Regions from separate parts of the Mus musculus genome. Here regions 2, 3, 4, 5, 6 and 7 are each linked to region 1. Evidence: chromatin contacts called from public HiChIP or PLAC-seq data. All regions are on one chromosome and are shown on one strand. The core of a region is the stretch at or near the end of the contact, and the rest is flanking DNA. Distances in the headings are between cores, read along the strand shown. Region 1 holds the start of Tox3 (TOX high mobility group box family member 3). Region 2 has its middle 210 kb from the start of Gm24212. Region 3 has its middle 240 kb from the start of Gm24212. Region 4 has its middle 310 kb from the start of Gm24212. Region 5 has its middle 70 kb from the start of Gm35850. Region 6 has its middle 100 kb from the start of Gm39220. Region 7 has its middle 280 kb from the start of Tox3.

Region 1 (3,515 bases), core at 744-3,243:
ACTTTACTTCATCCTCTGTAATCAAGCTCAGATTGCTTGAGATGCAAGGCAGATAGACTGTAAGGTGAGGGAGAGATAGGAGTGTGCAGAGAGAAAAGCTCATCTGCCCGGCCTTTGATGCTTGCTCCCTTTAAGGGTTACCCGGTAGGAATATTCTTTTCTGGTACCCTGGGCCAGCGGTTTCTTCTCTCCCTTGGTCAGACCCTGCACTTTGCCACTATTGTTAGATACTCATAGTGAAACTTAAAAGATGTTCTCTTTCGGGACAACAGGTGGCCACTGCAACCTCTAGTTCTGATTGGTGGAAAGGCCACAGGCGCCCAGTGGCCCAGAGAAAGGGCCTCCACTTCACCGTTTCAAGAACTTACTCAATGGGGTGTTGTCCTGATAACATCTCAGCACACTGCCAATTTGTGCAACCCGCTGGGCCATTAGGGAGCGCCGCTGGGTTGTCAACAGTAAATGGAGACTCAGGAGAGGGGACCAAAGCCTCTTCAGGAGGGGGGAATTAAGAGTCAACCCAGTGACAATGTGGGGAGTTGTTCCTTCTCTGAATACACAGGGCTCTCTTAGGCAGTCCCCTGACAAGTTTCTGCTAAGAACACACACACACACACACACACACACACACACACACACACACACACACACACACACACACACATTTCCACCTAATTGAAGTTTATTTTTCTTGCTTGGTTCCTGAAGTATAGTATTGAGTGAAGGAAGGTACACATAGGTGTTGCAAGCTGGAGAACACTTAGAAATCCGTGCATGTCTGGAAAAGTTCAGGTCCCAGACCAGCGAAGTGATCCAGGCCCCACACCTTTAGAGACTGTCAGTTGAAATAGTTTAACATCTTTCCCTTCTAGTTCAAAGTAGTTCGCAGATAACTGAACCGAGAAAGGGAGATCTCACAGCTCAGCCAACATTTTCTAGCGCCAAGGCTGAAGGCCAAACTTTCAAATTAACTCAGAGCAATAAAGCCAAGGGTGGTGGTGATGGTGGGGGTATGGGGGCGGAGGGTGGGGGGAGAGAAATGTAGATTAAAAGAAAGAGAAAGAAATAAGAGGGTGGGTGGGTGCAGCGTGGGGAAGTTAATCACCCAGAACCTTTTAGGAAAAGAGGGACATTTTCTCTAGGAGAGCAGCGAGTGATCCGCCTAGATCCAGTTACTCAAATGCCTTTCGAAAACAAACAAGAGTAAAGAAAATACAAAGAGACCGGACTTGAGGCTTAACCTGGGAAGCTTCAAGTCTGCTTACTTGTGAAAGGTCAGGCCCTAACACCCCTCTGGTAAAGACCACAGGTGTACATGGGGTTCCGGCTCCTGGCTCAGGAGCCACCTGCACAGGTTAGTTTCTGGGCTGAGTCTATACCGGGGATATCCAAGTAGAAGAGTAAGTAGGGTAGAGGGATTGGGAAACAGGTCCCCCACCAGCAAGAACTGGGACGAGGTGGTAGGGGCAGAAGAGAGGGCTGGGTGAGAAGTGGACGGTTTTGGGATGCTGGGGCCAAGGGAAGCGAGGGTCGCACGGGAGAAGAGTGGGACTCGAGGAGGGACGGTGCTGGCAGCAGCGGGGAGGCCGAGGGAGGCCCGGGAGCGGGGAGAGCGGTGAGGCCGCGGGGACAAAGAGGACCGGGGAGGGAAGGGGTGGGACGGTGAGAGGCCGGGAGAGGAGCGCGCGGTGGCCGGGGCTGCACGGGGCGCGGGGCGGGGCGCGAGCCCGGAGGCGGTCGGCGGCGGAGCGCACCGGCGGGGCGGGCGGCGCGCCAGCTGCCCGCGGTGGGAGGGGCGGAGCGGCAGCGGCGCGGGGAGGGGACCGGCGGCGGCAGGAGGGGGAGCGGCAGGGGAGGGGCCGGGCCCCTTGTCTCCGCGGCTCCTCGGCTCAGTCCGCCCGGGGAGGAGGAGCGGGGCCAGCCGCCGCCGCTGCCGCCGCCGCCGTCCCAGCTTCGCCGCGCACCTGAGCTCGCCGGCCGTCCCGGGCCCACGCGCTGCGCCCCGCGCCCCGGGCGCCCGGCCCGCGCGCAGCCAGCTTCGGTGTCCCGGTGGGGCGCGTCCCTCGGGCCGCCTCCCGCTCTCCCGCGGCTCGCGTGGCCGCGCCTTTGTGTGCTGCAGCCGCAGCTCCCGGGCTCGTCGGCGGCCCCCGCGCGACGCCCCTACAGTCCCACGGCCCGTGCGCTGTCCCCGGGCGCCCCCGGCCGGGCGTCCTCGACGGTGGATCGTACGGCCGCGAGGAGGCGGGTAGCGGCCCCGGCGAGTTCCAGCCCCGGCCCCCAGCCCCCGGCCCCGGCATGGATGTGAGGTTCTACCCCGCGGCGGCCGGGGACCCAGCCGGCCTGGACTTCGCGCAGTGCCTGGGGTACTACGGCTACAGCAAGGTGACCGGGCCGGGGGCGGGGGCCACCTCTCCATCCCGGGCGCGTCCCTCGTCCCGCCTAGCCTGCTGCACTTTCTTTCTGATCTTTCCTTCCCACCCGCTGGCTTCTCGGTGCGCCTTAGTCTCCGACCAACTCTTTTCGTCTTCTCTTTACGTGCCCTTTCTACCCACCTTTTTGTCCCTCTGCTGGCGCTCCCTCTGCCCTCCTGGTCCCCTCCCCCGCTCCCCCTAAAAGCTGTGTGAAGCGCAGTCCCGGGACTGAGCCGAGACTGGCGTGTGATTCTTTGTTGATGTTATTAGTAAACTCGATTGCAACACCCCTACTATGTGTGCATGGGGGTGGGGGGACACGCTACGTAGGGGGTCCCCGATCTCGTGGGCCAGAGATTCCATACCTTCGCAGCCCATCTCACCTCACCCACCCAGTCAGGAGCTGGTCCCCGGGAGCTTGGAGAAGATGAACAAACTTTATAGAGTGTGGCTGGGTCTGGGGTCTGGATCTGGGAAGCCTGAAGTTGCAGGATCCCAGCAGGTGCCTCTTACTTCCCCTGCTCTAGGGCGCTTTGGTCTACTAGACCAAGATGCTCGCCTCTTCCGAGTTAAGGCAGTGGGCTTTCGTATTTTATTTTATTTTGCGGAGGAGGGCGGGTTAAGTTTTTTTTCTTTCATGGAGATCAGAGTTGCAGCTCCACATCATGCCTCAGGGTCACCCCATCTTCCTCACCTCTTGCCGCACAAACTTACAGGAGTAAGCGATTCAGGTGGTCATAGGTGGACCTTGGACGCAGTCAGTGGGCTTCCCGGATCCGGTTGTCTACCTTGCCTACTGCTCCCACCACAGAGCTTTGCGACATAACCCTGAGGGCGATATTCAGAGAAAGAGTCCTGCGCCTTTTGATTGTGTGTGTGTGTGTTGTGTGTGTGTGTGTGTGTGTGTGTGTGTTTCCCCTTCCCCCTGCTCCTCCCTCCTCTCCGACTTTTCTTTCAAATCCTAGTTTGTTTATGATTGCTTGGATAACGGAGGAGGAAATACAGAGGCAGCCAAAAGAAAGGTGCAATACAAAACTAATGAATAAATAACAGGAAGAGGAGGGATTGTATCTAGCGCCGGGATAGTTGACTGTGCCCCTGGCT
Region 2 (3,515 bases), core at 694-3,193, 480 kb after region 1:
GTGTCTTCCAGGTCAGAGTACTTGAACTTCTCTGTTTTTGTTTGAATGATGCTCTTTCCTGTTTGTTTTACAAAGTGGTATCGTCACTTTGAAAATGGGGTTACAGATGCCCCATAGCTTCAATTGCCCTTGTTATTGCTAAGCTTTCAAGTTGGAGCCAATCCAGTGGGTGTATGGTGATACCTTAGTACAGTTTTACTGCATGCCAAAGGAGACTAAAAGTGTTATTGGCCCATTAATACCCTGTGAGGATTGCTTTGGGAATGTCTGTTCCAGCTCTTGCCCCAAATGTGTAGTGGTGGTGTGAGTGATTTTAGGCCCTGACTCCGCAAGCAGCCCTGTCATTATGTCTGTGTAGAAAATACTCAGCCAGAGAATCTGGAGCTGCGAGATCATTTCACCATGATAAATATGTCACATCTGTGTAGACTGTCTCAATGGAGTCTGCTAACCCTGGCATTCCTTTAGGTTTCCATAGGAAAGAAAATATGGATCATTCAAAAGAGCCACTGGAGATATAGTACAGTATCCAGAGTCCTTTCTCCATAGATGGGTAGTTTTGGAAGGACTCAGAATCTTTCAAGGACCATTTACATTGTGGCAGTGATTTCATAAAGCATATTGTAGGATTCCAGAAAACAGTGTGTTCCTGTGCAAGCAAACTGCCAACTTCCTCATAGATACTGGAAAATCATCAAAAAGAAATCTCCTGGATATTCAAAACCCTCGTTAGTGTTCTTACAGTGAGGACATTAGAGTCTGAACTGGCAGTATTTTTCACATTGTCACATTGAGTCAGACCTTAAAAATGTCAGCCCAGTATGTTTCATGAAAAGAGAGAACTTAGGCAAGATTGTGCCCAACTCATCCTCTCTGACGTTCCTTGAGGTGGTCCAGACTCTATCAAACTTAAGAACACACTCAAGATTTAGATCTTACAATCAAACATTTCTTGATTCTGTTATGAACAGAATTCACAAGCATAGAGGTATCTGTTGCTTTTAATTCAGCTAAACAATACTACCAGCAACTCCAGTTACATCCTGCCCCCATCCCCAACCAGAGGAGGCTTTTCTTTATTAGGACACAGCTTTTCTAATTGCTGTGCAAGACAGGACAGCTCAAAGCTAACTGGAGCATTCGCAGAGATCCCTGTTTCCTCCTCTGCTCCTGTTGGAATCAGTTGACTTAAAGCTGAACATATGGCAGCTGCCATCGTAACCCAGAAACCATTTCTCTCTGCCATGGCAACGGGATAATCAATGCATACTCATGGCTGAGACTCAATAAATGCACAATGGCACAACGTGTAATTTGATGTATTTACTCCTTTGTTTGCTTGTTTTCAAAGGTGTTTGGAATAGCGGTAGATAATTAATACCTGTTCTTTCAACATACCAGTCAAGACTTCCCAAGATGTCTGGGCTTCTTTAAGCATCATGCCTTCCTCATTTTGATTTTAAGATCTTAATGCAGCCATAACTCTCTTCCAAATTTTAGGGATTTCAGTCATCCTTGAAGACATTATTAATTCCATTTATCCAAAAGACCTCTCGAACTGACCCACAGTGCTGTTCTTAAGTTCTACACCCAGGGATCAACATGGTGATTAGAATTGCCCCAGTGCACCTGACATTTGTAGACTGAATCATTCGGCTCCATCGTGACAAGAACAGCAAGCCCTGCATCCTCCCTTCTGTTTTAAGGGCAAATGTCTTAGTTTTGCTTCATTGTTCTTCTTGGTGGTGAGTTCTCTCCTTGCTCAGCCTGGGGGGGGGGTAATTGCATCTTACTGTCTATATCAAAGTAATGCTGTCATATAAACTGTTGGAGGGGAGAAGGGGAAAAAAGATATTTTCTGTGAGCAGTCATTGCCAGGGGCTGATTCTTCAGACTTTACATAGCCTCATTCCAAGAAAAGCCATGCTGAAGAATGAGAAGGAGGAGGGAACGGGAGTGGGAGGCATAGAAGTGTGGTCTCAATTTCTGCCTGCGAGCAGCTTACAGCGCCTCCCATAGGCCAGGTAGCACAAAGTGTTGGTGTGCATGGCCTCTAAGCTTCAGCCCCTGTCTCTGGCTCTTTGCAGAATGCAGTCCTTGGCACCATACAAGCCTGTTAGCATTTTAATTTAGCTCCAAATGCCACTGCTCAGCAGACAGATCTAGTTCCTTGCTTCGGTTAATGGTACACTGACAAACATGAGGGCGTTTTCAAGATGTGAAGTAAGTGTCAGAAGTTACAAAGCTGAGATGACTTCTCTGCCAAGCCCCAGGAATGTGACAGCAGAAAAGACTCTGACAAAGATCTGCACAGCCCCACGCCCCAGGCAATGTACTCCTGAGACTTGCTGGGACCCAAATGAGACCCAAAGACTTAGACTTTGAACTTCTCTTTGCTCCATGGGATGTGACTTGTGCAAGTCACCCAGTTGATTTCTCGTTGACTCGCTGTCCATGGATTCTGAACACTACTTGCAAACTAGACACATATGTTTGGGATTAGGGATAGAAGTGGGCAGGCTGTTTTGTCTTATGCAACTCTGTGTGGCAAAGCCATCATTGCCCAAGACCAGTAGATTCATATATCTACCTGATACTACCTAACCATTACCACTTATCAATTAAGTAAGTGAGAAAGTTCTTCATGAGAAGTTTTAAACTATAGGAAAGAGCTGGAGAGACAGCTCAGTACTTAAGATCACTTTAAGATCACTTGCTACTCTTGAAGAGGAGCCAGGTTTGATTCTTAACACAGACATGAAAGCTAACAACCATTTGTAACTCTAGTTCCAGGATATCCAATATCTTTTTTTTTCCTGGTTTTCACTTGCACCAGGCACATATGTGGTAAACAGCCAGCAAGCAAACACACACACACACACACACACACCAGACAATACAGTGTGCGTGGGATGGGATGCATAGAAAGATATCTTATAAGGGAGGGTCACTTCCTCCCTGTACACTGGATATGCCTAAGCACTTTGTCCTTTTAGTATGTGTAGGGATAGTGATGTGTACTTCTAATTAAGAGTGGCTTGTTCAATATATTCCTAATCAACCCAGAGCTTATGACAGACATTAGCAATCAAGCATAGCACAGCATTCTTTCTGGCTGAATTTCAACAAGGTAGTCTCAGAATCCTTCTAGGATAACCCTCCACACTTATTCTACCAGCCACTCAAAGTTGCACTGTGAAATGAAATAGTACACCCTTGGGTCTGGGTTCTTCTGGCCTCTTCTTCAGGTGAATGATGAGACATAGCAGGCAGCCATAGTCTAGAAGCTATACATATTTAGCCCTTTCTATGGTCTCCTCTACTTGCCTTGTGATAGTGCAGGCACATGAAGAACACCTTGGGCAGGCAGAATTGTGTCACTAGGAGACAGCTTTACTCCCCATGTCACTGTGCCTTCTCCTGACATTCATCAGGGCTTCCAGATGCACGCACACCACATCCTTTAATCTACAGAGGAATATACAATGACATAGTAGACAGAATTCTGAGAAAGC
Region 3 (3,515 bases), core at 352-2,851, 440 kb after region 1:
GTCTATGAGAGCCAAATCATATTCCAGAGCTACCAGAGACTAGATCTGAGTGCATGGGTTTGCCATAAATGTGTACTAATTTGTCATAGTGGAGATAGGAGACTGATTTCTAACGAAACAAGGCCATTATTTTGTGGGCTTTCACATCTGACTGCATGATAGATTTAGCCCTAGAGGATGAATGCATCCTCTCCAATGCATGTGTTGTAAAATGTTCGGGTAGCAAGCAGGGAGGCGGTGTCATGGTTTCTGTGGTTGAGGAGAGGGAATCCCTAGAGTGAGTGAGCTTCTTAAGGGGAACGATAGTGAACACATGATGGGCATAAGCTGTATCACTTTTAACAGCTCCATCCTGTTATCGTAAGATTCTTCTCTCATAGAACTTCATGACTAATCTCCTCCCGCAGGTTTTATAGCCTTCAGTGTCAGTCAGTGTCGATAGGAGTAGAGGTGGGTGTGAAGCTTGGCCAGAACAGCAGTACAATGTGGCCTATGCATAAGGAAAAATCCCAGGGAAAATGCATGCCTAAAATAACGCTTTTTTGTCTTCTAAGTCCTTCAGAGAAGGGGAAGAATAAATTAATTGCTGTGGCTGAGTCATGTGAAAGATCACAAGGCTTGTTGTAGTCTGCAGTTCCCGCAACCACTCTGCCTTCTTATAGATGCTGTATACCTGAGAAGCTCTTAGAAACTTAATCAAAAATGCTATAAATATTTTAAGTGTGCATGAGGCCCTTTCTTGGGAAAAGAATAAGATGTCTGCAGATCTCTCTCTCTCTCTCTCTCTCTCTCTCTCTCTCTCTCTCTCTCTCTCTCTGTGTGTGTGTGTGTGTGTGTGTGTGTGTGTGTGTGTGTGTGTGAGGGGTGACAGGGAGTGTGCAGTAAATGGATACTTGTTAAAATTCTTTCATAACATTTCAATCTCTTGCTATTGTTAATAACATTATTGTGGGTACACTAGGCAGATTGTGCCTGAAATACATGGTTTCTAAGCCGGTATTACAGAGATTTCCAGCCCAAGCTTGTTTCTGTTTTATAGTGTGTGTTTAATAGGAGCAGGGACACATCTAAAGGTCATTGCCTACACTGTGGCTCTGTGTCTTACAATGCCTGACTGATGTTTTTTAAAAGAGTAGCTGAATATTTAGACTGTCCAGGATGGAGACTGTCTCACAAGCTGACAAACACACATCTATCTCGATAATGGAACCCATTCTTTTTCTTTTTTCTCTCGTGTGTTTGCTCACATAAATACAACACAGAGAGCATTCAGCTGTGACTCATGAATAAATCTGGAAGATGCATGAGAAGCCACAGCATTCAGCTTTGATTTTTAGAAAAGAGAAGCAAGGTGGTGTTGTGTGTGGGGGGGCACACATTTTAGAGACATTTATTGGTCCTGAGGTTGTTGTTGTTGTTGTTGTTGTTGTTGTTGTTGTTGTTGTTATATTGAGTCCTTTGCTATCTAGTTAAAGGAAAGGCAGGATCACTTGCATAACTTAGTGAATTCCACATTAGGAATCCAACGTGCACTTATGCTCTGCTCTGGGGGTTAAAGTGTAGGCTCATTTTGTAGCATTTAAAGATACAAAGGACTACAGTGGTGCTACTCAGGAGGAGAAAATGTGGATCTCACTCTTGGCCACTTCCTCCTTCTTTAGTGTCCATTGTAGACTGCTAATTGCTTAAATACCTCTTTTCCACCAACATTGGAGGCAGCTGAATCAGGTTATATTACACACCAGTGGACTGAAGAAGATATCTTCAGCAAAGCTATGGATTGTCATTTTCTAGAGTAGACAGAGCTAAGTTTTATTGAATGTGCTTATTTATTTACTCATAAAGTCAAAACAAAAATAGCTGCCTTGGTGGAGCTAATGAAGTGCTAGCACATGCTTGGATGTGCTAAGTGCCCAAGACCAAAGGTGAGTATTAAATCCAGGTGGCAGGTTGAAATTTGTATGCATGCTCCAACTTGTGAATAATACCGTGTTCTATGTTTGGCAACAGGTTATGGTACAGCGGACATGAACTTTGAGACCAAAATTCATTAACAATAATGGATGACATCTGTATGTATCTGTTCATTTTACTTATTTAATAATTTGATATAATTCAGCCAATAGTACATGTCTGCCTTTATTGAGAATCCAAACTAGGAGAAAGAGAAATACATTGTGTTCTGTTTTGTAATCATGGAGTTGCCTGTAGCTCTGGCCCAATTAGCTTTTAATTTAAATAAGCAGGGCAAGCATCCTTGGTGCTCCCCAGTTTCTTTCAGTCTGAACTTGATGTTTCCAGGTCTTCTTTCTGATACCCAAATGTGGCAGATGTCACCTTTAAACACAGAGCATCACCCTCTCTGTTAGACCGTGTTAGCTTTAAGTGACAATGAGGATTGTCATTGAGTAGATTTAAAACATCCCTCTGTGACATATGTTGGCACCTGGTAATTATGCAGGTCTCTTGATAAATGAGCAGTTTGGAAGCCAGATCAGAACAACAGTTTATATCACTGTTAAAAGAATTTCCCCCTTGTTTTAGCTGTCTGGTACTTGTAGAATCTTGACTGAAAGTCCCCAAATGGCACTGAAATTCCTTTTGTGTGTGTGATCATGCCCCTGCTGTCAGCCCTCACAGGCATAGATGTCATAGTAAAAATGATCCTGGGGAAAGATGAGCATCTCTTTTGACTTTTTATTTCTTGTGAAAGTGGAGAGAAGGGGCAGGAGATTAAGAGAGAGAAAGACAGAAAGGTACATTCATTTAAAAATGACAAAGATAATATTTCTCCATTTGCTCTTCCTGCCAGGCAAGAGTAATAAAACCTGCTTTACCCTTCCAGAATTGTTTTGAGGTACAAATTGGGTAAGAGATTTAAAGTTCCTTTGAGAGTTAGGGAACGTGAGGTAATGTTCTGACATCTCTTCAGGTTTAGCTTAAAATAATGTAGAATAACATATTTTCTGGGACAGAAGTCAGAATAGGCTCCATGGTATCTCTTCTTGTTTTCTGGTCATTCTACTCCACAAAAGCAGACCCTGTGAGTTGAGGGGGTGGACAGGCCGGTGGATGGTATGAGCACTATGCTGGGGACTTTGTCTTTCTCAAGTCCACTAGGTCACCTTGAAAAGATGAGTGGACTGGTATCTTGGCCTACCTGCTACACAGAGGTGACTCAGTGAGATGCTGATAAGCTCTCTGCTTTAGGAGCCCCCACTTCCAGCAGCTCCTTCCAAGCATCTGCATATAATTATTCATTCAAGGTTTTTATTTGTTCCTTCTCACAGTGTTCCTAATCTGACATCTGCTTCTGTAGTGGGTTGGCCTGCTGCTGCTTGTGTTCAAATGCAAAATTTTGTACCCTGAGATCTGGTTGCTGTTCCTCACATATAACAGCTTTTGTTGTATAAGAGGCTTACAGCCTGTAGCTGGGTAGGTGGGGCTTTGGTTCCTGGGCTTCTGGTCTGTGGCAGGGACCATGTTGAGGGAGAGAGGAGAAAGAGGGAAGAAGT
Region 4 (3,515 bases), core at 406-2,905, 370 kb after region 1:
GTTGAGATTCAACGTCCCTAGCTAGCTCTCCTCGACCAGACTCTGAGCAAAGACGATGTATTAATATAGTTCCCATTTGGCTCAGATTGGAATTTCACTTTTTGCCTCCACAGTTTTCATTTTTGGCAGGGACCCTGGGATACTTACTGTCTCTTGTGGGTGGTGCTGCTGATTACAGCTACCTGAGACAGAAAAAATTCATCCATCTAGATCAACCAAGTAAAAGCGTCTAGGGCTGGGATCTGTACAGTAGGTTTTCATGGTGTCTAGGTTATTTGGATGTACGTCAAGACTTCCATGAAACTTTATCCCAGGGCCAATGTTCTCAAACTTGAGCACACATTAAACTTCTTGGAAGTGTTGTTAAAATGCAAGATGGCCAGGGACCAGCCAAGTGACTCAGTAGGTCTGGAGTGGACCAAAGAATCTATTTTTTTTACATGCTTCTAAGTGATGTTTAAGGTTTCTGGCCTTGGAACCCTGCTTTGAGAACCATTACTAATGACCAGCATTCTCACCAGTACAAGGGATACAAGTATTACCCATTTTTCATGACCATTGGTGGTTTAAATGAGAAATGTCCCTTGTAAGCTCCGGTATTTGAAGGTTTGGTGCCCATTTGGCAGCACTGTTTGGGAACCTTTGTGAGGTAATGCCTTTTTGGAGAAAGCATGTCATGGGGCAGGCGTTTGTTATCAGCCCCACTTCCTGCTCACTCCCTGCTTGATGCTTGTGGTGGAAGACATGCATTCTTAGCTTCCTGTTTCTGCCACCACAGTTGTCAGTTCTTGCAATGCTCTTGTGCCATGATGAAGCTGTATCCTCTGGAACTGCAAGCCAGGATCAACTCTTCCTCAAGTTGCCTTGGTCATGGTGTTAATGAGTTTAATACATGGCCCAGTGGAATGAATGATGACTCATGGACAAAAGCTGTTCTATTGTGCACACAGTAGACAATTAAGAAATGACTTCTTTGATGATTAATGCTTGTGTTGTATCTATGTTCAAGCGGGTTGTTTAATAAACCTTTAGTTGACATATTTGTGATATTTAACACATAGTCCAATTCCACTGACACTCTCCTCACATCAGTGACCTCACATCTACCTGTTCATGTGTAGTAAAGGTATCATGGCTCCATTATTATTATTATTGATTATTATTATTTTTCAGCAGACCTCATCTGCCTTGAAATAGAAAGAGATTCTTGAGAGATTTAAGATTACATAAGACTGGATAGTCTCAGAAGGGAGGCAAAAGGGAAAGGGAGGGGGTTGGTGTACCCCCTTCTGAGCCTTGAAGCTCTGTCAAGATCACACCACCTTACTAAAATTCGAGCACACACAAACCCTAAAGGGTGCTTTCCCTCCCTTTGAATGCTGTGTTTCCATACAGCTCCTCCCTTGGAAGAAGTGCTCCCAGGTGGTAGTGTCAGGCCCCAGGGCTGTTCGCTGCTTCAGTGTCCTCTGTGTTAACCTGAGGAGGCTGCCTTCTGGGTTTTGCCAAGAAGCCCATCATTCTCCCTAGATTCTCGGTGTCAGAAATGACTGCTTGCTGGGCTCTGCAGCTTCCTGGGTGCACTGCAGCTATTGATCTTGCTACCAGCATCGTGAGTAATGCCGACAAGACAGTTTCTGGTGCCTTCTCTGACAACTGGCCACATTTTGGACTCACGCTGCATGCGGACTGCATCATAAACATGCCCAGATTGTGCTGACAGCGTGGAAAGCACTTGAGGATAAACATTTGTGCCAGCTAAAAATGTCTCTAAGATTGGGAGTGTTTCATCAAAAGACTTATCTGTGCATTTCTGAGGGTGTTTTTGAAAGCCTTCTATAGCCCCAAAGCAACGGTTCTGACTGATTCATTTGTCAATATCTGCTGCATTCTTTACCTTAAGCTTCAAAGAGGAAAACTAAAATGAAAAAGTTAATTCTCATTTAAAAAGGACAGATGTCCTTTCCGAGGCATAGAAAGACTTGACTGAAGGGTGCTTGCTATAGGTAAGGTTTGGGGCTTGAGAATAAGAATCTGTTGCCTAAGAAGAGATGGTAATTCTCCCTTAGCAATTGCTGCATTAATTAAGTTTGTCACTAGTTCTGGGGAAAACGGAGCAAAGCTGAGATAGCTTCAGAGCCAAGGCTGTTGTTTTGTGAAACAGTCTGAAATAGTTGTCTCCTGGTCGATAACTCTGACATGGGCAATGTTCCCTTTCTAGAGTTAAGTTTAGTCATCTGGTCCCAGGAAAAGCTATGTATTTATTAGGACCCATGGCTACTGGATATTAAATTCTCCTCTAATCTGGAGTAGAACCTAAAAGAGGATGGGAAAGAATTCATTGAGGTGAGATAAATGCTGCATGCCTAGTGGAAAGCCCTGTAGTGGCGGTAAGCTGATGTTGTGAGCACATCTTATAAATGGCCTTTGAGTGGGGAGGCAGAGAGCTGAATATAACATGCACCCATATTAGTGTTTTAATATGATCTTGTCCATTGATAGCAAGAAGAAAAAGAACCACTACAATTGTAAACCTGATTCTTGGGAATTGTGTGCTCTCTGGGTGCAAAGCACTTCCCACAGGAGGTCACTGCTCTTCAGGGAGACTCACAAAGGGAGGGCTGATCAATCCAGCTCATTTGTAGAAGCCCAGAGAGAAGAAATGTTGTCCAAGGATGAATATTTGGGAAGTAAGCAAGCTGGAACTGGGCATTTAATCAAGATCATGGAGCTCCTACCGCAACTCCCACTGAGGCAAATGGGTCCAAGGCAGTGTGGATGACAGGAGCATGAGGAATATGAAAGGTGACGCCCACTTCTAACAGGAACTGTGGGGGTAAGTCTGAGTTTCAAATTTACAGGAGCCTTTGAATCACTTATACTCACTGAAAGTTGTATTACCTATCATCTATCTATCTATCTATCTATCTATCTATCTATCTATCTATCTATCTATCTATCTATCTATCTATATCTATCACCTATCTACTTTATATGTATCTACTACCATCTGTCTACTATCTATCTACAATTGTCTATCTACTATCTTCTATCTATCTGTCTATCTACCTGTCTATCTATCTATCATCAATCATCTCAAAATCCATTTGTTATCTAGATTTTTTTTTACATAAATACAGAGGTAAGTGCTCTTTATCAATTAACAAACAACCACCTGATCAAATTGAAATCTGCTAGCTCATTTGCTTTTCTTTCCTTTGAGGGGGTAAATTTTATGAGATTTTTATATACATAGTACAGTTTTCTACTTTTATTAGGTTTACCACTTACATATTGAATTCATAAAAACACATAGAAGTTTTAGTCCTTATAACAGTAAGTGGGACTATATAGAGTAGATTAGCGTGCAATGTGTTCTTTTAAAAAGAGTCCATCCTTAAATTCTGAGTATACTGCACTATGATTAAATGCACTAACCATTGTTTTAAAAATAAGATGACTAACTCACTTGGTTAACATTTTATTGAATTTTTATTTAACACTGGTTGAACAGGCAT
Region 5 (3,515 bases), core at 415-2,914, 320 kb before region 1:
TTATTGCTGCCTCCTGCTTAATTTTGTTTTTTGTTTTTTTTTCTCCCTATACTTTTCTAAAAGAGGAAGTAAATTTCCAGGGTTTCAGGGTCAGAAGGTTCAGGCGTTTTGTGTGAAGGATCTTAAGCAACATGCTTAATATGTCTGCTAAACACATTGGCCAAGCCACCCCTTCCCTAGGAATGGCTTTTTTATTTTCAGTGGGATGACTTGTCCAGGTGGTAGTTCATGGTTCAGCTTCTAGGATCTGGAGAGGTAGCATCTTTAGGCCATACCTTTGACAAATAGCAAAGGCTATCCCTTTGGCCAGCAGCTCAGTGGCCTTGACTATGTTTCCTGACCCAACTCTTTGTAGAAAGCCTGCATTACCTCTCTGTGGGAACTTCCCAAGTCTTTAACCCAGGATGGTGTCTTAGCCCCTACGTCACCTCACTGTCCAAATTTCATCCATGGGAACACAAGAACACGGGTAAAGACTAAATCTCAGCTGCCTTGAAGACCAGCTGGTCCAGATGTTTCACAGAGAAGGATGTTGAGGTACAGACTGGATGCTCCCAGGTCACCCTGCATCTGCTAGGTTGCGGCGAATGTTAACATCTTTCACTCCTACCTTGTGTAATCACACCTACATTTTAAATGATTTTTATGTCTGAGAGTAGAAGTCGCTTCCGAACCGAAGTCTGCTTGTGCCCACAGCTTCATCTCTTCATGCATATTCCTTGTATAAAAATGTCAAAAGTCTATTTTGGGGTTTTGCAGAAGAGAACTCTTTCCGAACGATGCTTGAACTGTTAAATATCATCTCCTATCTCCTTTTTTTTTGGGGGGGGGGCTCTAACCTTCAGAAAGCCTGGTACAGGATGAAAGTGGATTGAGGCTGAGATTTTCCAGAGGCTTGGTCTCACTCCAGTGAAGTGCTGCTAATCACTTTGTGTCGTTATCCAAACCAGTCTGCTGTCATTATTTAGAAGGACGGTGTACCATGGTCGAGAGAGCCATTGACCAGAATTCTTGTTATCAAAACAAATTTAGAAGAAAAAAAAAAAAACCAAAACAGTCTGTATCATTGAACTCATTAAACATGGAGTTCATCTTCTTGAGAAAGACATCTCCCCTCCCCCTTCCTGTGGCTTCTTCTTTCTCCAGTTTCCTGAAAAAAAAAAAATAAATTTGTAGGACTCAGGGTAGGTTTTCTTCCTGGGCTCCCAAGTGACAGGCTTGGATACTTGAGAGACACTGATCTAGCCCCATTCTTCCCTTCTGATAGGAAGAGAGACTATTTAATCCATCCAAGCTTAGGTAGATCATCTGTGAGATCATTTGGCAGGTAAATGGGCAACTAAGACCTTCTCTAGTCTGTCCCTTCCTTGTGAGGTTCCAAGAAGCATTAGTGAGGACGCAGGCGGGAAAGTTTCCAGTCTGTGTCTTTGCATGAATTTAATCATCTCCGTCAGAATCCTTAAGGAATTACAATAACAGAGATTCATTCATAATTCACAATTTCCATTATCTTCTTTCTACATCTAGTGTGGGGGGTAAAATTTATGGCTTCATTTACATTGTGTTCTATGAATAATAGAAGAAATACAGTAAAGGCCCGTGGAAATGCTCTTGCTGCAGAGGCACTTCGAAGTCCATCTGCATCACAATGGCTTCCTCGTTCAGTGCGGAATCTGCCAGCCTGCAGCTGCGCAGGGAGCATTTCAAAGGGGCCATCCTCATTATACAAAGTCTTCTCTTTCTTTGAACTTCAAAGCAAAAAGGAGAGACCTTAAATGGTATGGGGTAGGTAAAGTGATGAAATTGTAAGTTCAGGTATAAAATATCGTCAATTAGGAGTATGGGGGAAACAGCCGTTCGGAGGAGCAAGCGTGTTTGCTTGGAATGCAGGCGGGCAGGCACACGGTCAGATCTGAGCTTCAGGTTTCTTTGAGCTTTGGGGGCCTTAAGGGTAATCTAGCTCAAAGCCCTCCTTCTGCAGTCGGGGAAACCAAGGCACAAAGAAACAGACTTCTTCAACATTCTGCATTACAGCAGAGAGAGGGTGTGGAGCAGCCAGCCCCTCCCTCCAATCACATTACCTTTTGTTTTGAACTCAGAGTACCTGGCGTTGTGACAGGGCAATAAAGCTCGGCAGTAATCCTCTTGCTGAGGGATTCCCCCCACCCCCACCCCCGTTTTCTTTTTCTTTTTTTCCAAACCTGGAGCAAAGATGTTGCCAAAGGTAGCCCCCGCCCCCGCCCCAAATAATAATCTTCCTCAATTGAAAATCTGCGTTGAAAAAAAAAAAGGAGATTTGAAGAAAGACATTTGTTATACTTCTACAACGAAATAAATTTCAGTTTTCTTTTTATGAAGGAAGAACAGTAAGGCTGATGTAACCCTGTCTGTGCTCTATTTCTCCCCCTGGTATCTGGAAGCAGCCCTATCTATCTGCAAACAGCAACATCAACACAAACAAGATAAAACAAACAAAAACAAAAAACAAAACAAAACAAAAAAAAGCAAGCCATATTTGTGCAGAACGGCCTGTTCCTTGAGTCATCCACGTTCCAGCAGCCATCATAGCATCATAGAGGACAACTGAAAAAATAAATCCCCTCATCCAGTTCTCAGGGTGTTGTTACTCAAGGTAATATATGTGTGTGTGTGTGTGTGTGTGTGTGTGTGTGTGTGTGTGTGTGTGTATAAATATAATTGTATGTGCCTTTGCTTACAGTTTGTGGTGGGTCATGAAGAGTGATTCCCAAAACCATTCTGTCCATCAACTCCTTTCCTGGACCCTGTCTTCTGCTTCTCCTGCATAGTTTTGGAAAAGAAAAAAAAATCATGGAAAACCAATCCCATGGAAAGGTTTTAGAAAGGATCTCCGGTTTCCTACCAAAGACTCCCAGAGCACGTTCCGACTGTAGTGTTATTAAAGTGACTCAGATACCAAGCCAGTGTGGAGGCCTTTTGTATTTGGAAAGGGCAAGCAATATTAGTAGGCAAAATGCATACAGATTCAACAGCTCTGGGCTTCACGGACACACATTCTCTGTGATCCAACACATCTAATACATTTAGTCACGCACAATAAAAACCAAACAAAAGAGTCAACCATCAGTCTTTTGCCGTCTGCCGCTTCCCACCCCAAGCTTTAAGGGATTTCTCCGGTTAGGCACAGCAAAACTGAACACAGTGTTTTCTGCCCCCACCAAGGACTGGGAAAACTCGAAGCACATTTATGATGGTGAGGGGGGAAGAGAGAGAACTCGCTACATTGTTTACCTTTGTGTGCTAAGGGCTTACTCTCTTTATTCTACAAAGTGTAGCATGAAGTCAGATTGACCTCTTGCAGAGAGAATTCTAGTAGGGTGTGTACCAAGACCCACGTGTTAAGCTAACAGCAGCACACCTGAATTTTTATAGTTCATAAAGTAACCAAGACTCAATACATCAGACCTTCAAGGATTTGTGCAAGAAACTGCACCTTCCCCAATTTTCAGCAACTTTGTTGTTGTTGTTTGTTTTGT
Region 6 (3,515 bases), core at 604-3,103, 290 kb before region 1:
TTTCTCCAGCACACTCTGTGCCCTCTACCTTCTGCCCTTAGGCTTTGGACAGTATCACTTCAATGTTGAGCTGTAGCGGAAGAAGCCCACTCAGCCTGGTCACTCAGAGAATTTTGTTTTTTTTTTTTTTTTGGCCAGTGATTGGGGCAGGCATGTTTAAACCAGCTAATTAGTCTTCTTCAGAGACATCTTGAGGGTTTTGGTTAAGTTAGTGAGTAGTGGTGCTTGAACTTGGAAGGCTGTGATCTCGAGTGGCTGGCACTACCCCATGAAACATAAGAATAAAGCCCACACAGCTGGTGGCATAGAGAGGGACCGATCCCCAACCTGTGCTTGAGCCCTGGAATTCAGCTAGGCTGGCTCCAGGGATCTACTCCTGCAAGGGTAAATTCTCCTCTCTTGGAGTTGCTAGCTTCAGTTCATTTCAGTTGTGATGCACTCATTCCCGTGTGGATTTCTTGGCGGATAATCCCTTTCGATGCTTCAAGAGAATGCTTCAATGGGACAGTGGATTTGGAAAAATTGCTAGGCAAGATTCCTCTACTTGGGAATTTTTGATGCATTTTACTATGTAAAAGACAGAATTTTAGGATTTGAGAAAATTTGATTAGTTCTATTTTTCTAAGATGTACTTGGCCATTTCGGCACATTTTTTAGGGGGAGGGGAAATCACATTCATCATGGAACATTCTGTGCCACGTTTGCTCTAGAAAGGGAGAAATGCTTCCATGTTGCCAGTAATTATACGATTATGTAAAGCTTGCCCCCAGTCTTGCTCTACCCCACCCGAGGTTCTTTTTATTGTCATACTGTAATTAAAGTACTATCCACGATGATTCATGCGTCTAAATAGACATCGTGTATCTGACAAAAAAAATGTGTTTTAGACATATATTTAGATTGCTAGGCAACTGCATTAAGATAGACTAGGTATTTCAACCAGGCAGCTTGGCTTAGCTATTTTTATAGTCACTGGATAAATGGATATTTATTTACATATCTAGCTGGAACTACTTAATTATTTATTATCTATGAGCTCGACACATGTTCATTGAGCTGCCACTTCACCACAGCCCTTAACCTCAAAGGTACAAGACTTTGGAGGTCTTCATCCATGGATCCAAATTCTAGTCCTTCTATGGTTGCTCCTGCAGTGCCTTCCAGCCTCGTGGCCACTTATGCCGCTCTGGCTTTGTTAGCCTTAACCTGTAATCTGAGATAGATTTTGAGTCACCGCACCAGGAGAATTAGATAACATATCACAGGTTCTTACCCAGATAAGCATGTTAAATTTTGGCTTCTTCCTAAGATAGCATCGTGTTTAACACTAATGACAATCTAGGAGATAAACAGAGCATCTATTACTGCCCTCGATATCACTCTGGTTCTAACACCCAGCAACTGGGGGAGTCACTTAGCCTCTTGAAGCTCATTGCCTTACCTGTCAATTAGGGAAGACATCAATATCCACTTTATTGAATTTTATGAGGATGCAGCGAGCTAAGGCACACGTGGCACACAGAGTAACATTAGCATCAGCCAACATCTAAATCTCATTACATTGCTAGTAACAACAACAATAATACTATACATTCATATAAAATATAAATAGAACCCCCAGCCTTAGTAAATGATGGTATTTTTTTTTCTTGCTTAACCTCATGTTTTCTTCATTTGGAAGAATCATCCTTGGCTGCAATTCATTGCACTGGACTCCATTAATCACGGCCTGTTTTGTTCTTCCTGACAGTAATGAATAGAAACTGATAGAAACCAGCCGTCAGGCCATAGAAGAGGGGTGCACATGCCCTTTCCAAGGCACTGCTTAATTATCCTGTGTGCAAGGAATACCATATGCTGCCTATGTTGCAGTCCCCCTCCCCCGCTGCAATTTACTCTGGGTCACAACAGTATGCTGCCTCTCTCTCTCTCTCCCTCTCTCTCTCCCTCTCCCTCTCCCCCTTTCCTGCCCTCCACTCCTCTCTCCTTCACTCCTTCCCTTCCTCCCCTCACTTTTTCTTTAGATTGGGTCTCATATAGCCCAGGCTAATCTCAACTTCAAATATATACAGCTAAGGATGACCTTGACCTTCTGACACTCCTGGGATTACAGGCATGCATCCCTGCATCACGTTTGTGTGGTCTTTGGGAATAATCAACCCAGGGCTGCTTCCTACATACTAGGTAAGCAAGTAGTATCCTACCAACAGAGCCTGCCATTCTTACTTAAAAATTTTATTTATTTTTATATGTATAGGTGTTTTATTTTTCTGCACATATGTCTATACACTATCTGAGTGCAAGACCAACCAGCAGCGATCAGAAGAGAAGAGATCCCCTGGAAGTGAATTTACAGACAGTATGAATGGCTAGATAGGTGCTGGGAACTGAACCCTGGTCCTCTGGAAGAGCAGCCAGTGCTCTTAACTGCTAAGCCATCTTGCTCATTTTAAAAGCACATGCTTGCCTCTTCCTCTGCACATTTCAGAGAGAGATTTGACTTAGTTGTTCTTCCTTATAATTTTATTTTTATATTTATTATTTTTGTCTGTATTTACGGAGATCAGAAGACAACTTGTGGCAGCCAGTTTTCTCCTTCTCCCCCATGAGTTCCAGGTTGCCAGGCTTGTACAGCAAGAGCCTTTGCTCACAGAACCATTTCACTGGCCTGTAATTTAATTACTTTATTAATAATTTAAAATTGTATTTATTTGTATGTGCATTCATGAGTGAATATGTGTGTATGTGCACATGTAGCATGTGCTTGTACATGTGTATGCATATGCACATGCATATGTGTGTGCATGTATGCATGTGTCATGGTATGCATGTGGACGTGTTGGAGTTGGTTTTCTCCTTCTACCCTGTGACTCCTGGGGATGAAAGTCAGGCTGTCAAGCTTGGTGGCATCAGATCATGTTGATGACCATCATGTTGGCCCCATAATTTTGTTTTTGAATTTGGTGACTTTCTGATTCTCTCTTGTCTGCCTTCCTTTTGCGTTCTTGTTAAGTCAGTGACACCAGCTGTACTTCAAGGCTGGGGCTAGCTGGCGCTTAATGAACAGAAGACAGAAGGACTCCTCTCTATCAGAGTGAGGTATAACCACCTGGGTCAAGGCAGATAGCTGCTTCAAGCACATTGGAATCAAATGTCAAATATCAAGGCATTCTAGCTTCTAAAATTTGTGGTTGACTGCTGCTAAGGGTTTAGCTTAGTTGGTAGAGTATTTGCCTAGTGTACACAAAGCCCTGGGTTTCATACCCAGCACCACCTAAGTCAGGTACAGTGACACAAGCCTGTAATCCTAGCACTTAACTAGATAGTGATGACTAGCCTGGGCTACATGGGCCATCTCCTCCCACCCCCACCCAAAACAAAGCAGGATAAAATCTAAGATTTCCTTTTATTTGAAAATTAGGTTCGACGCTGCATCATTAGCCACTGTTGGCTATCAAGAGCATTCTAGTTATCAAATTATTTTATCCAGGAGTGGGAAGGTGTCTCCCTCACTC
Region 7 (3,515 bases), core at 460-2,959, 280 kb after region 1:
CAGATCCCCCCGCCCCACCATGTAGGCTCAAAGAATATGATGGCAGGAGAGGCAGAAAGAATATAAGAGCCAGAGGCTGTAGGACAGAGGTATGGAACTCTGGATTCTGGGCATGGCAAAGCTATTGTACTTTTAAGCTCGCAGCTGCTGTAAGAAGCTGTACAAGGTCAAACCCATGAACACCCTATCAGAAAGAGGAGGGGCTAATGGGACCTCACCCTTCCCTGAGGACTTACGTACAGTTAGTTGTTGATGGGAGAGGCACAAATATTTTCTTCAGTGCCATAGCCACTTGTAAGGTGTCCAGACTCTTGCGAACAAACTCTCACCAAGACTTCTATAAGCCCTAATGAACACCCCCGAAGTCACCAAAATAGAAGGAGGGCTGCTTAAGAAGAAAGGAATTACCAAAGGGAGGAGGGGGACAAGAGCTAGCCAGAGTGTGAGTGTGATAGAGATATATTATCTACGTGGATAAAAACGCCACAATGAAACGTATACATATGCATTATTAATATGTGCTAATAGCCATTTTTAATTATAGAAATTGTGGGGCCTTCGTAGAGACCATCCCAAGTTCATGTTTCACAAGCAATGTGGAAAGAAGAAGTCTCTAAATAGTGCCAGGTGCAATGGAGACCTTTTGTTTTGTTTTGTTTTGTTTGGTTTGGTTTTTGTTTGTTTGTTTGTTTGTTTTGTTTTAAAATGATCTAATGATGACGATGGTGTGGCTTCTGAAAATGGAAATGTTGGGTTTGGGTTTGGGTTATACACATTAAAGTCCCTACTCCCCAGATTGTGTGTGATTGGACAGTTTTAAGAAAGTGTCTCCATGGTGCCCCAACTGTTCTTAGTTCCCTTACATGACCCTCTTTTTTTTTTCCATTTTTTTAAAACCTAAGCCAATATTACAGATGTAGGCAGCTGTTATTTCTCCACTACTTGCATCAAGCCTTTAAGGTCGGATACCAGCATGATTTATTTAAATTTTGGCATGTGATAAGGGGTTGGTGAGCAAAATCGAGTCCTTCCTCTCCACGGTTCCCATGCTGAGCTTTGTAGCAAATTGTTCTTGACGTCCCCATTGACATCTCATAAGAGCAAATTTAAATGGGGAGATACTCATCTGCACTGAAAGAAGAATTTTAGTCATTTCCACATAAGAAAGGAATAAGGGACTGTTGTATATGTCTAGGTCTGTAGGTGTGGCTATTTTGTGCAAACATTCAGGAGATTCTCTTTTGTTTAGCTCTTGGATTCTTTGATTTCTCCTTAGCTTGCCAGACCAAATCATCGTTCCGCCCAAATCACCCAGAAAAACATAAGTAATTCCCTGTCTTTGTTTCTGTTAAACACTAAGGGAAACCAGTCATGTTAAGTGAACGTTTTTTCGTGTTTACAGTCCCCATTAATTAATGTAGGGCATCATGAAAATGGTTTTTGTGTGTTCTGGGTGAGTTTCCTAATGAGCAGAATTTCTTCAAGGATTTCTTAATCATTTAGTAGTTGAGAACATGCTATTATTTTATAAGCACTCCTGATAAATCATTTGACAAATACTCTTTGGCCCTTTACAATAATTTTTATTTCCTGTTATTTCAATTGTCTCGGCATTTTTTTCCCCTTGTAAATAGTCAGAGAGTAAGCACATTTTCAAAGAGCTGCAGGGAGGCTAAGATGCCAGTTGCATTTTAACGATATAGGGCATTATCGTTCCTACTGTAGCCAATTCTCGTTTAAATCATTGCAGTTTCTGCTCCAGCCTCCAGCTATAGAATTCTTTTCAAGCCAGCAGTGAACTTGGCAGGTTGCCAGAAGAAATATAAAGGTGTTTTGGTCCACCAAAGTATTTTGAGTGGTTCTTAGTGATACAGTGTTCTTCAGTACATCTGCACAACATTTTTCCGAAGTGAATTTTCATGTGAAAAGCCTCCTTAATCATCCCCAGTATTGTTTATCTCAATGCAGCTATGGCGGTGCCCCCCCCCCGGGGGGTGCCGACAAAATAAACAAGGGGATCCTCTAAAGAGTTTTAAAAGTGGCAGGTGCTGAGGCTGTGCCCTATTCACTTAGTAAGCAATGACATTTCTGTGCTAATCTACAGACAAACAAGAGACAGGTGACACACCGAATCTAGTACAATGCACAAGAGAAGCCGGTTTCAGCCAATGGGGTCAGCTCTAGATAAGAGCTTTAAAGGCCACTGTGGGAACGATGCAACTGTTTTTTTAACTCTCTGCCTCTCTGTGTTCTCCTGGTAAAACCAATGTTTAAACTGAAGATGTTAAGTAAACCTGGTTTAAGGTGGAAAAAAAAAGGAGGTTCAAGAATGAAATGTCTCATGATTAACTATCATAAGTGTGTGTGTGTGCATGCATGCACATATTTCCATATATACAGGCACATAGGAATGTATTTGCATTTAAAGAAAAGAAATACATCAAAACACATGGAAATCACTATCCATTTGCTAGTTGGGCTCTGAATTTGAGCCAAATATGTCACATTTTCACAACAAACCAAGGTATTTGCACGCTAAACACTGACACACACACACAGTGGAATTTACAAAATAAATGATTAAACACATTTTATATTCTTTCCCTTTCATTGATTGCCACATGTGTAAAAAAAAAAAAAAAGCGCCAATGTGGACCACTGTTAACCTATACCCGCCCACCACTTTTTGAAAGTAAATTAATCAGAAGTTGGTCAGAAATGGAATGGTGTTTTGTGAAAGACCTTTTTCTTTAAGATACTTTTTTTTCCTAAAGTGAAGGTTAGCTCTTACGGACAGCTCAGAATGCACAAGAGCAGTGAAAATTACTTAAAGTCCACTAACTGACTTACAGAGTTTGGGGATTTGCATAGTGCTCAGGAAAGACTGAAGGCTTTGCATAAGATCTTATGAAACAAAACAAAAGCCAGACAGTGGCATTCTCCCTTGCCTTTTTTTTTAATTAGGAAGCCATGGACAAGTCTGTTTTGACTACTGTGATCAAGAGTAGGAAGTTCTCAACATTCTCGTTACATCATTGACCATTGGTCCTTTTCAAACTCTGTCTTTGTTGCATGGGCTCAGCTGTGGTCAGCCTTGGTTCACCAAGAATATTACATATCAAGTGGTGAATGAATAGAAGAGAACGGTGTCTCCTTGTATAATAAATACAGCAATTAGAGCCGAGCATTGGGTGGAAACCTAAATACCTTGGCGACACTTTGAGAATATGAACGTTGATAAAATGGAACTGAGAATCTGAGAAGTGAGTGTGGTCCATGTTTATGGACATAGCTGGTTTAGAGCTTGAGATAGAGGTAGAATTCTTGCTTAAAGTAGAGATGACTGTCAGCAAAGCTGTACTAGCTGTGGCAAAGGGCCTGCTGCCCTAACTCAGAGGTTTGATATGGTTAGTGTGCCATTAAGAATACCCCAGTGCTGGTGTGTAACAAGCAGGGTCTGCCTGTTGGCTACCTTGAATCAAGACCATAATGGAAAACTTTGGCTTTCAAATATT

Evidence for each region. HiChIP or PLAC-seq counts read pairs in DNA pulled down with a chosen protein or histone mark.
Region 2: a contact with region 1 is called in an H3K4me3 HiChIP or PLAC-seq map of forebrain, with 6 times the contacts expected there. The contact joins the enhancer-like site here to the promoter of Tox3 in region 1. A contact is called at or near these places in 4 of 39 promoter capture datasets (embryonic stem cells, liver, second pharyngeal arch cranial neural crest and 1 more), 1 of 484 Hi-C or Micro-C datasets (cortical neurons) and 7 of 115 datasets of contacts at active chromatin or transcription factors (embryonic forebrain, embryonic hindbrain, embryonic midbrain and 4 more).
Region 3: a contact with region 1 is called in an H3K27ac HiChIP or PLAC-seq map of oligodendrocyte precursor cells, with 29 times the contacts expected there. The contact joins the enhancer-like site here to the promoter of Tox3 in region 1. A contact is called at or near these places in 1 of 39 promoter capture datasets (stem cell-derived epiblast-like cells) and 8 of 115 datasets of contacts at active chromatin or transcription factors (astrocytes, embryonic forebrain, embryonic hindbrain and 5 more).
Region 4: an H3K27ac HiChIP or PLAC-seq map of SST interneurons shows a contact between it and region 1, with 3 times the contacts expected there. The contact joins the enhancer-like site here to the promoter of Tox3 in region 1. A contact is called at or near these places in 3 of 39 promoter capture datasets (cranial neural crest, embryonic stem cells and maxillary cranial neural crest) and 11 of 115 datasets of contacts at active chromatin or transcription factors (SST interneurons, astrocytes, embryonic basal ganglia and 8 more).
Region 5: an H3K4me3 HiChIP or PLAC-seq map of embryonic forebrain shows a contact between it and region 1, with 6 times the contacts expected there. The contact joins the enhancer-like site here to the promoter of Tox3 in region 1. A contact is called at or near these places in 9 of 39 promoter capture datasets (the 3T3-L1 cell line, cranial neural crest, embryonic stem cells and 5 more), 6 of 484 Hi-C or Micro-C datasets (embryonic fibroblasts, embryonic stem cells, nephron progenitors and 2 more), 19 of 115 datasets of contacts at active chromatin or transcription factors (craniofacial prominence, embryonic basal ganglia, embryonic forebrain and 9 more) and 1 of 9 other capture datasets (embryonic stem cells).
Region 6: an H3K4me3 HiChIP or PLAC-seq map of neural tube shows a contact between it and region 1, with 5 times the contacts expected there. The contact joins the enhancer-like site here to the promoter of Tox3 in region 1. A contact is called at or near these places in 5 of 39 promoter capture datasets (cranial neural crest, frontonasal cranial neural crest, maxillary cranial neural crest and 2 more), 12 of 115 datasets of contacts at active chromatin or transcription factors (SST interneurons, craniofacial prominence, embryonic basal ganglia and 8 more) and 1 of 9 other capture datasets (adipose tissue).
Region 7: an H3K4me3 HiChIP or PLAC-seq map of embryonic forebrain shows a contact between it and region 1, with 4 times the contacts expected there. The contact joins the enhancer-like site here to the promoter of Tox3 in region 1. A contact is called at or near these places in 5 of 39 promoter capture datasets (cranial neural crest, embryonic stem cells, frontonasal cranial neural crest and 2 more), 1 of 484 Hi-C or Micro-C datasets (neural progenitor cells), 19 of 115 datasets of contacts at active chromatin or transcription factors (astrocytes, cardiomyocytes, craniofacial prominence and 13 more) and 1 of 9 other capture datasets (embryonic stem cells).

The regions. Positions count from the first base shown.
Region 1 is chr8:90,346,730-90,350,244 of GRCm38.p6, reverse strand. It overlaps Tox3 (TOX high mobility group box family member 3), which reads left to right and starts at 1,993. Exons shown (of 7, transcript NM_172913.3): 1 at 1,993-2,382. The coding sequence starts at 2,296.
Region 2 is chr8:89,870,684-89,874,198 of GRCm38.p6, reverse strand. No RefSeq gene overlaps it. Among named protein-coding and RNA genes, the nearest start is that of Gm24212, 210 kb to the right of the region's middle. Within about 2 kb of position 1,943, at least 14 of the 459 cell types and tissues checked have an H3K27ac peak or open chromatin away from gene starts, as enhancers often do. A contact at or near this core is called in cortical neurons and forebrain, where this site is marked.
Region 3 is chr8:89,903,372-89,906,886 of GRCm38.p6, reverse strand. No RefSeq gene overlaps it. Among named protein-coding and RNA genes, the nearest start is that of Gm24212, 240 kb to the right of the region's middle. Within about 2 kb of position 1,601, at least 17 of the 459 cell types and tissues checked have an H3K27ac peak or open chromatin away from gene starts, as enhancers often do. A contact at or near this core is called in oligodendrocyte precursor cells, where this site is marked.
Region 4 is chr8:89,973,906-89,977,420 of GRCm38.p6, reverse strand. No RefSeq gene overlaps it. Among named protein-coding and RNA genes, the nearest start is that of Gm24212, 310 kb to the right of the region's middle. Within about 2 kb of position 1,655, at least 8 of the 459 cell types and tissues checked have an H3K27ac peak or open chromatin away from gene starts, as enhancers often do. A contact at or near this core is called in SST interneurons, where this site is marked.
Region 5 is chr8:90,669,105-90,672,619 of GRCm38.p6, reverse strand. No RefSeq gene overlaps it. Among named protein-coding and RNA genes, the nearest start is that of Gm35850, 70 kb to the left of the region's middle. Within about 2 kb of position 1,664, at least 48 of the 459 cell types and tissues checked have an H3K27ac peak or open chromatin away from gene starts, as enhancers often do. A contact at or near this core is called in craniofacial prominence, embryonic basal ganglia, embryonic forebrain and 6 more, where this site is marked.
Region 6 is chr8:90,634,264-90,637,778 of GRCm38.p6, reverse strand. No RefSeq gene overlaps it. Among named protein-coding and RNA genes, the nearest start is that of Gm39220, 100 kb to the right of the region's middle. Within about 2 kb of position 1,853, at least 17 of the 459 cell types and tissues checked have an H3K27ac peak or open chromatin away from gene starts, as enhancers often do. A contact at or near this core is called in craniofacial prominence, neural tube and second pharyngeal arch cranial neural crest, where this site is marked.
Region 7 is chr8:90,068,110-90,071,624 of GRCm38.p6, reverse strand. No RefSeq gene overlaps it. Among named protein-coding and RNA genes, the nearest start is that of Tox3, 280 kb to the left of the region's middle. Within about 2 kb of position 1,709, at least 23 of the 459 cell types and tissues checked have an H3K27ac peak or open chromatin away from gene starts, as enhancers often do. A contact at or near this core is called in embryonic basal ganglia, embryonic brain, embryonic forebrain and 2 more, where this site is marked.